Regions from separate parts of the Mus musculus genome. Here regions 2 and 3 are each linked to region 1. Evidence: chromatin contacts called from public Hi-C data. All regions are on one chromosome and are shown on one strand. The core of a region is the stretch at or near the end of the contact, and the rest is flanking DNA. Distances in the headings are between cores, read along the strand shown. Region 1 overlaps Arhgap15 (Rho GTPase activating protein 15). Region 2 overlaps Gtdc1 (glycosyltransferase-like domain containing 1). Region 3 has its middle 34 kb from the start of Gtdc1.

Evidence for each region. Hi-C and Micro-C count contacts between places; a contact is called where the count stands out from the background.
Region 2: a Hi-C map of Th1 cells shows a contact between it and region 1, with 2.5 times the contacts expected there. The contact joins two enhancer-like sites. A contact is called at or near these places in 1 of 484 Hi-C or Micro-C datasets (Th1 cells) and 1 of 115 datasets of contacts at active chromatin or transcription factors (CD8 T cells).
Region 3: a Hi-C map of Th1 cells shows a contact between it and region 1, with 2.2 times the contacts expected there. The contact joins two enhancer-like sites. A contact is called at or near these places in 1 of 484 Hi-C or Micro-C datasets (Th1 cells) and 1 of 115 datasets of contacts at active chromatin or transcription factors (bone marrow-derived macrophages).

What each region holds. Positions count from the first base shown.
Region 1 is chr2:44,343,769-44,346,468 of GRCm38.p6, reverse strand. The region is part of intron 13 of Arhgap15 (Rho GTPase activating protein 15); the gene reads right to left. Among named protein-coding and RNA genes, the nearest start is that of Gm52508, 16 kb to the right of the region's middle. Within about 2 kb of position 1,403, at least 15 of the 459 cell types and tissues checked have an H3K27ac peak or open chromatin away from gene starts, as enhancers often do. A contact at or near this core is called in Th1 cells, where this site is marked.
Region 2 is chr2:44,878,082-44,880,781 of GRCm38.p6, reverse strand. The region is part of intron 1 of Gtdc1 (glycosyltransferase-like domain containing 1); the gene reads left to right. Among named protein-coding and RNA genes, the nearest start is that of Gtdc1, 48 kb to the left of the region's middle. Within about 2 kb of position 1,426, at least 6 of the 459 cell types and tissues checked have an H3K27ac peak or open chromatin away from gene starts, as enhancers often do. A contact at or near this core is called in Th1 cells, where this site is marked.
Region 3 is chr2:44,959,958-44,962,711 of GRCm38.p6, reverse strand. No RefSeq gene overlaps it. Among named protein-coding and RNA genes, the nearest start is that of Gtdc1, 34 kb to the right of the region's middle. Within about 2 kb of position 1,276, at least 73 of the 459 cell types and tissues checked have an H3K27ac peak or open chromatin away from gene starts, as enhancers often do. A contact at or near this core is called in Th1 cells, where this site is marked.

The DNA of each region.
Region 1 (2,700 bases), core at 154-2,653:
TTGTCCTCATTGTCTTGATGTTAAGTTAGCAAGAAAATAGGGTCTTTCACTATCAGTCATTCAACATCTCTTTGCAACCCCACTGCTATTTGAGATGAAGTCATTTCCAAACTAAGATATTTGCATTGTTTTCTCCCTTTCTTTCATTCCATTGAAAGCTCATGTCTTCATGAGCTGGCCTAACTATCCCCTAGATTTTAACAGTGACCACCTGTACTGTTGATTTCAGATCTTCCTTAACCCCCAACTTAACAAGCATAGTCCTTTGACTGATGAGAGTTATATGTGAAGCTGTGAGCTATTTAATATGCATATGCATAGTATACAGTACATATCTACTATCTATAAACTCTTTCAGTAAACGTATCTGAATAACCCTAAGCTCCACGTGGATTTTTAAAATTTAGTTATCAACTTGATTTATACTTCTACATTATTAAGTAAAAAAATGAATTATATTTAAAATATATTCAATAGACAAGTTTTAAACTATACATAAAGCAGGAAAGAAAAAGTAGAGTGAAACGAAAACAGGGTTGAAGATCCAAATAGATGCCTTGAAGATTCATGTATAGAATTTACGGAGTGCCAAGTAGAGCTATGACCATCAAATCTAACTACTTTGTAGAAAGGGGATCCAGGGAAGAAATTACTTTTACTGGAACCTGAAGACATCAAAAAAACAACAAAACAACAAAACAACAAAACCCCCCACAAAACCATTTAACTGTATTTAATGACCTGGAGTGATCAGTCAGGTAGGATTTAAACAGTTTCCTACTTGTCTACTTCCATTTACTTCCCATAGCTGTAGTGACCCCAGTTAGAGGGCCCACACCATTGTTAGATGACATGGGGAAGTCCTAGGTTTGCTCATCTTTGAAATCAGAAGATTAGACAGCTTCCGTTTTACTGGGGAAATCCTAGACACCATTTCTGACACAAAATGAGAATAGAGTTCAGTTGTTGCTCCCATGGTGACCTAACCTCTGCCTGCCTATTTAAGCTGTCTCTCCACTCCCAGATGTCTGGGAGAATCTTAGCACCAGCTCTTAAAAGAGGCGTTCTCTTCCTCCCTCTTCCTCTAGCCTAGGTGTTGATTGGACCGAAATTCCTCAGAACCAAAACCAAAACCAAGCTCTTCCCAAGCTCCTCAGACAAAAATCTTTCCATATGCGCCTGTGACGCCGTGCTCCTAATTTCTGATTTTAAACGCAACAGTTAACGTTTTTAAAAATAGATACCATACTTTGGTGTACTAATGTGTAAAATGTAAATGTGAAATATAATAGATTAGCATTAGGTTGAGTCAGGCAAGGGGAACTTTTCTCTTTAGTTTAGGACAGGAAGTCACATCTGCATTTTGAAGTTCATGTCCACCACGCTGCTTTGGTGTCAACTTTCACGATGACACCAGCGGCTCTCTAGTGGCTTGATTACTCATTTTCAGAAGACACTCCTTGATCTGCTTTGCCGAGTTATCTTCTCGGATAAATCGGCACAGCCATTTTGAAATACTGAAGACAAGGAACTAGCACATATCTATTTCTAAGCACAGTGGATTGTCCTTTCAGAATTCTTCCCATGTACACTGTGAAAAGCATGCAGCTATTGATAGATCCCAAGCTCTTTAAAACCCAGAGCTCTAGGGACAGCAAAGAACTACAGAAGCAGTGGCATGAGCCAAACAGGGGAAGACGAAACAGGCTCCTCACCTTGGCTATACTATGATAATGCTGTTCTAAACTTTTAGTACAGTTTTGATCACATTGCCCACAATATGATTTTCTCATCTTAAGGGAGCTCTCTGTATCTGGTAGCCTTTGCCTTCTTTGGACACCCCACATTATCTCTGGGCCGCCTTCTCCACTCATTTGCTTAGTCTGTTCTTCTGGAGCTCAAGTGTTAACTGCTTGTTTCCTTTTGGGTACAACCACAATCAAAACATGTACCCACTTTTGGTCCTTCTCATTGTCACAAAAGTTCCTAAACTTCAACGTTTTCCATGGAAATCTTCCATGGCTTGTCAAGATAGTGTGGCCATTTTGATTTAAAGCCATTTCTAATTCATTATTTCATTGGATTTTTAATTAACATCTGCAATAGCTGTCTTAGTTTCAAACTTTATGGTGGGAGGGGGGAGGACAAGACATGCCACATTCACTTCGAGAATGCCTTGTGGAGTCTTCTGAAATTTTATTATTCATTCAGCTCATCAATATTTATCGATAATCTACTGTGTCACTGGTGTTGGACCATAGTTAAGCATTAAAGGGATATACAATGTGTATTTAGACAATAAAAGTCATGGAAAGCGAGTTATTTCAAGCAACGTGAGCACAATAGCCAATGAGGAAAGACTTGGGAAATAGAGTTGGGTGGGTTAGCGAGAGTGTGAAGAGAGTCAGCGAAGGCAAATGTGGCCAGTCAGTGAAAGTTTCTCTAAGCCCTTTCCACTTGATGAAAGACTGTTCGATTCAAAGTCAAGCGGAGCTGACCCAGGAAATAACAGCCAAGGAACAGCAAGCAGGGTGTGGTTGATTTCTGCTTCTTGTATTGCTTAATAATTTTCCTAAAAGCATGCTTGGGAATGAATGACCTTGGTTAGGGTAATTCATTTCCATTTTCTGAACTCTAGCACCTAAAACCTCTGCTTGTTTTCCTGCTGTCTTCTTGTATAGGCTGAAGGTTAGCAGAGCA
Region 2 (2,700 bases), core at 177-2,676, 530 kb before region 1:
CTGAAAGTTTTGCTGGGTATTATAGTTTGGGCTGGTGATGATGGTCTCTTAGAGTCTGCAGCACATTTATCCTGGACCTACCTTCTGACTTTTAGAGTCCCCACTGAGAAGTCAGGCCTGCCTTTATATGCTATTTTATCTTTTCTGCTTGTAGCTTTTAATACTTTACTTTACTTTTCTTTTCTTTTCTTTTCTTTTCTTTTCTTTTCTTTTCTTTTCTTTTCTTCCTTTCTTTCTTTCTTTCTTTCTTTCTTTCTTTCTTTCTATGTTTAGAGTTTTGATTATGTGCTGAGAGGATATTTTGTTTGTTTGTTCCAATTTTATTTATTGTTCTTTATATGTATCTCTTTCTCTAAGGAAGTTTTCTGCTATGATTTTTTTTAAATATATTTTTTGGGCTGTTGACCTGGATATTTTCCTTTTTCTATTTCTACTATTTTTAGATTTGGTCTTTTTATAGTATCTTATATACTTAGATACTTTCCTGGATGTTTTGTGCCAGGAGTTTTTAGGTTTAACGGTTTCTTTGAACAATGTATCCATTTCTTATAGCTGTCTTCTTTTAGTGTATCTTCTGTGGTTCCTGTTCATGTTCTTAAATTTTTCATTCCCAAATTTCCCTCAGTTTGGTTCTTAGTTGATAATTCTATTTCCCCTTTCAAGTTTTGAACTCCTTTATTCCGTTCCTTTCACTGTTTGTATTTTTCATAGTTTTTTTTTTTTTTTTTTTTTTTTTAAGGGATTTGTTTCCTCTTTAAGGACCTCTCATAAAGCTGTTTCAAGATTTTTTTTTTCTTTTCTTGTGCTTCCAATATGTTGAAATATTCAAGGACAGCTATGGTAGGGTGCCTCAGTTATAGTGGGAACATACTGTCCTGGCTCTTCTTGATTATGTTTTTCCTCTTGTGCCCAATCTGAGATTGGAAAGATTGTAATTCTGGGTGCTGATATCTGGTGTTGTCTTTGTTGGATGGGTGCTGGGTTTCTCTTTCCCCTTTGATTCTTAGGAGTATGGTGTGTGTGTGTGTTGCTTGGTAGGAAAATCTGAGTTCTTGAGAGGTGTGGGCACTGGAGCTCTAAGTAAAATGTGTGTCTTAGTCAGTGTTCTATTACTGTGAAGACTCATCATGACCATGGTAACTCTTACAAAGGAAAACATTTAATTTCGGTGGCTTACAAGCCAGAGGTGTCTATTATCATCATGGTGGAAATCCTGGTAGTTTGCCCGCAGACATAGTGCTGTAGAGTAGCTGAGAGTTCTTTTATATCTGAATCCACAGCCAGCCAGAAGAGAGCACACTTGTCCTGGTTAGTGCATTTGAAACCCCAAAGCTCATCCTAGATGAAACACTTCCTCCAAGGCTACATCTACCCCAACAAGGCCACACCTCCTAATGCAAATTCCTAAGCATTCAAATATATGAGCTAATGTAGACAATTCTCATTCAAATCACCACAGTGTGTTTCTGGGTACTGGGGAGCTGACTTGTAGCAGTGAAGCTGGCTTGATATGGGAGGGAAGGTGCTAGGGAGGTTTACATGAGGAATGAAAATAGGGTGCTTTGTTAGTCCCCTAGGAATGGGGGCAGAGAGTGAGGAGAGTCCATAGCCATAGGTTTGTTATAGAGCTGTGCGTGAGATTGGAGAATTGAACTTGGAGGACTGGAGGGAGAGATGAAGATCTGCAATTAGTGGACTTGCTTCCCTGGTTAGAGTGGCCTGTGGTTTCTAGGGAGTGCCTGCTGGAGTTGGGCTCTAGGATAAAGCAATGTGTGTGTGTATGTGTGTGGGGTGGGGTGGGTAGAGAGTTAGAAGGGGAACATGTATGTAGCCCACTAGAGAGATGGGGGCAGGGGGAGGGGAGATGTTAGCAAGTAGTCTGCTGCAGAGGATGGGACTGGGGGCTGGATTTGGAGTATCTGAGGGAGAGGTGAACATCTGGTATTATCTATCCTGCCTGTTTGCCAGCCACAGTCTCATTACTGTATTTATATTTATTTTGTATTTGTATTTATAAAGATACTGTAATTTCTAGTATATCAGATTACTTTCAAATATATTAGGAGAAAAGTAACCTTTGTGACTTACCATTTCAGCATTGTTTGGTAGATAAATATGCTTTTAAAATTGACATTATAGAATTGTCAGATCATAGCAGAACTGATGAATGCTATATATCATTTGGATAGTCAGTGACAGGACTAGAAACCTTAGATACTAATGGACGTGGTCATCCTATTGACCCTCACAAATTTGCCTCATTAATATGTCAGTAGCATCTTCTAATGGATTTCTGAATGAAGTTATTCATTAGCTCTTTGGAAAGAGAAACAGTGAATGAATGATGTGACTGTGACGATGCTTCCATCTAGGTCTTTGGTTGCTTGTCCTTACTCATATGTCAGTCTAGATGTGGATGAACTGGCTGCCCCACTTTGAACTTGATAGACAGAGCATGTTTGTGTGAGCTATCTATATATCTATATATCTATATCTATATCTATATCTATATCTATCTATCTATCTATCTATCTATCTATCTATCTATCTATCTATATCTAGCTACATATATATGATTTTGGTTAGTTTATAACTCATTGACTTTCAGGAAGGTCATAAACGTCAGTCTTAAGAATTTGTCTGTGTGTAATGCACTTTAGAAGCCCCATTACCTTAATATTCAAACAAAATATTTGATAG
Region 3 (2,754 bases), core at 27-2,526, 620 kb before region 1:
CTCATACACATAAGATAATAAAAACGAAGGCATGCTAACCCATGACTTTAATGCCAGCGCTAAGGAGGCAGAGGCAGGCAGAACTCTTAGTCCCAGTCCAGCCTGGTCTCCAGAAGCAGTTCCAGGATAGCCAGGGCTACACAGTGAAATTCTGTCCTAAAAACACCAAAAAAAAAAAAAAAAAAAGAAAAGAAAACTAATGAGAGAGAGAGAGAGGAAGACAAGGAAGAGGAGGAGGAGAGGCAACAAGGAAGTTCCACACTGCTTCGAGAACTGTGAGGAGATAAAATAAAGGAAGGGAAATGTCCCTGCCTCAGCACTTCCTTGTCAAATGAGCAGACTACCAGCTACTATTTCCCCACTTGGGTCTCTTATTCTTAGTGTATCAGAAGCTACAGTAGAAGCCACTGAAAGACTATCTTCCTGGGCAGATGGCCCCAGACTCTAATTTAGTTGGTGTGAGGTGGGATCTAGGAAAAAAAGCAGTTTTCAGGAGTTCCACAAGACCCTAATTTCAGGATGATGTAATGTGTTTTAAGAAGCAATGGAGTAAAAGACCCAGGGCAGCACATGTATCTGTATTGACACTTTAAATGGTCAGAGAATGCAGTGTTGGTTGTTGAGACCGGATATGAACACGAAGAAGGCTTCTTCAGGCACCATTCTGCAAACCCCCTTAACATGGGCTTCCCCCATGTTAATCTGCATACTCTACAGAACAGGATCAATTTAAAATGTAGATTCAGAGTGGAGCATATTACCCAGGTCTGAGCTCTGGCCTGTCTAGTATATGTGACGCTTTGAAGTTGACCTCCAGCACACCTTGTTTGTTTTTCTTAAAAGGTTGTTTCTGGTGTAAGCAACTCATTGCAGAATAAATGAAGACGTTGCTAAACGCTGTATATGGTGCTCTGGAATCGTGCCCCCCACAGCAATTACTAATAAAGTTGAGTGTTTCAGAAGCAGCCACAGACAAATACGTTCTAGCTTCTTTTGATCGTGTACCACAAAATTCAGACAAGTAATTTTTACTTTCCTACAACAGATGATACCGATTTTATCATGCTTTTCAAAAGCTGTATTGAGCTGCATTGAGTTGGGTGGGTTACAACAGCTCGAGTTTAGAAGTGCCACCAAAACAACATGAAATCTCTGCTCTTTTCTTAACCATACAAGAGTTTTGCCTCGGAAACATTTAAAAGAGAGTGGGAAGGATAGGTCACAGCTCTATGAACTGAAAGGCTAGTGGGTGTCATCATTATGGTTGCAAAGGAATCTTTCTGAGTGAGTCACCAAGTATGCTAGAATCCAAAAGTGTCTATGAACACCACAGCTTTGAGAACTGCTATGCCATAGCGGGATTGGGTGTTAATGTCCAATTGTGTTCTCCCAGTGCATAGCATATAAGAGACTCAGATTTCAGACAGCAGAGCCAGGAAAATGTGCTAGAAGGGAAGAAGAGGAAATAGTGAACCAGACTCACGAGGGCTGAGTGAGAGACATTCACAGGCTTTCGGAGGACAGGGGACAGACCTGTATGACTGTGATGGTAGAGAGATTGTGCAAAAGGGAAAGCTAGGCTATAATTTCACTGGGCAACTGGGCTGGTCATTAGAAGTGTCCAAAACGCCACCTAGGAGTTGTTTTTTGTAAGTCCCTGTTGGCCACTCTGCTTTTGGCCTTCCCTTTAGAACAGATTGCAGTCTTGGACAAGTCGGAGCTCAGGAAAGGACACAGCTGTAATCTTCATCAGTTTATCTTCCCTAGAGATGAGGCTAGGTCTGCCAAGCTGAAAAAGGGGATCTGACCAGAGCATCATGGTATCCAACATGAGTAGCATCCCAATGGAGCACCACTTATGGCAGGTAGAAAAGTACGGAGGAGTGATGACAAGTGGGTCATAGGTACACAAAGACAAGGTTTGACGTCTGACAGGAAGTATACAAAGACAACGGTTGGCCTCTGACAGGAAGTGGTTGGCAGGGGCTAAGCAAGTTATCCTTCCCCAAAGGGAACAGGTTGGCTTTGAATTGGCTCCTGTAGAAGGGCATAGTAGCTGCAATAAAGCTGCTTTAAAAAGATTTCATTCAGGAAACCTCACTGATGCCACTGTGAATGGGAGAATGAAGCAGGTCAACATCCATAAATGTAAGTTTGCATTAAGAGAAAAATTTTGCATTCTCCAAGTACCAAACACAGAACAATGAAAGTAATTCCAGGCCCATAGAGTGTTTGGTCTCCATCTATGAAGTTGCTTGCAGGCACTGCACTTGACCCGCGCTATTAGATTAACTCTAGAATTTCCATCTCTGTGAGCTAAATTTCCAAATGTCACCAATGATCTTTTGTAGCTATTGTTGGCTGTTGATGTAGATGTCAAGTATAGAGGTGTGAAAGTGTGACAGCGTGAACTATCCAGACTGCTGTTGTAGAGTAGAGAGGTCCTACATGGTTTTGCCATTTGAAACAGGATATGATATGTAAGGATGAATTTGACAGTTAATCTCCATTGTCAATTTGACTGGATTTAGAAGCATTATGAAGACATACCTCTAGGTATATCCAGGGGGATAATTCTAGAAACGTTCAACAAAGGAGGGAAGACTTACCTTGAAAGTGAGTCTCACCGTCCCATTGGCTGGGCTCCTGGAATCCCCCTGCCTCCCTCCCTCTCCCACCTCTCCTAACTGCCCCTTCTGTCCCTGCCTTGCTTTCCTCTCAGACTACTAGCCACAATAAACCCATCTCTCCTCA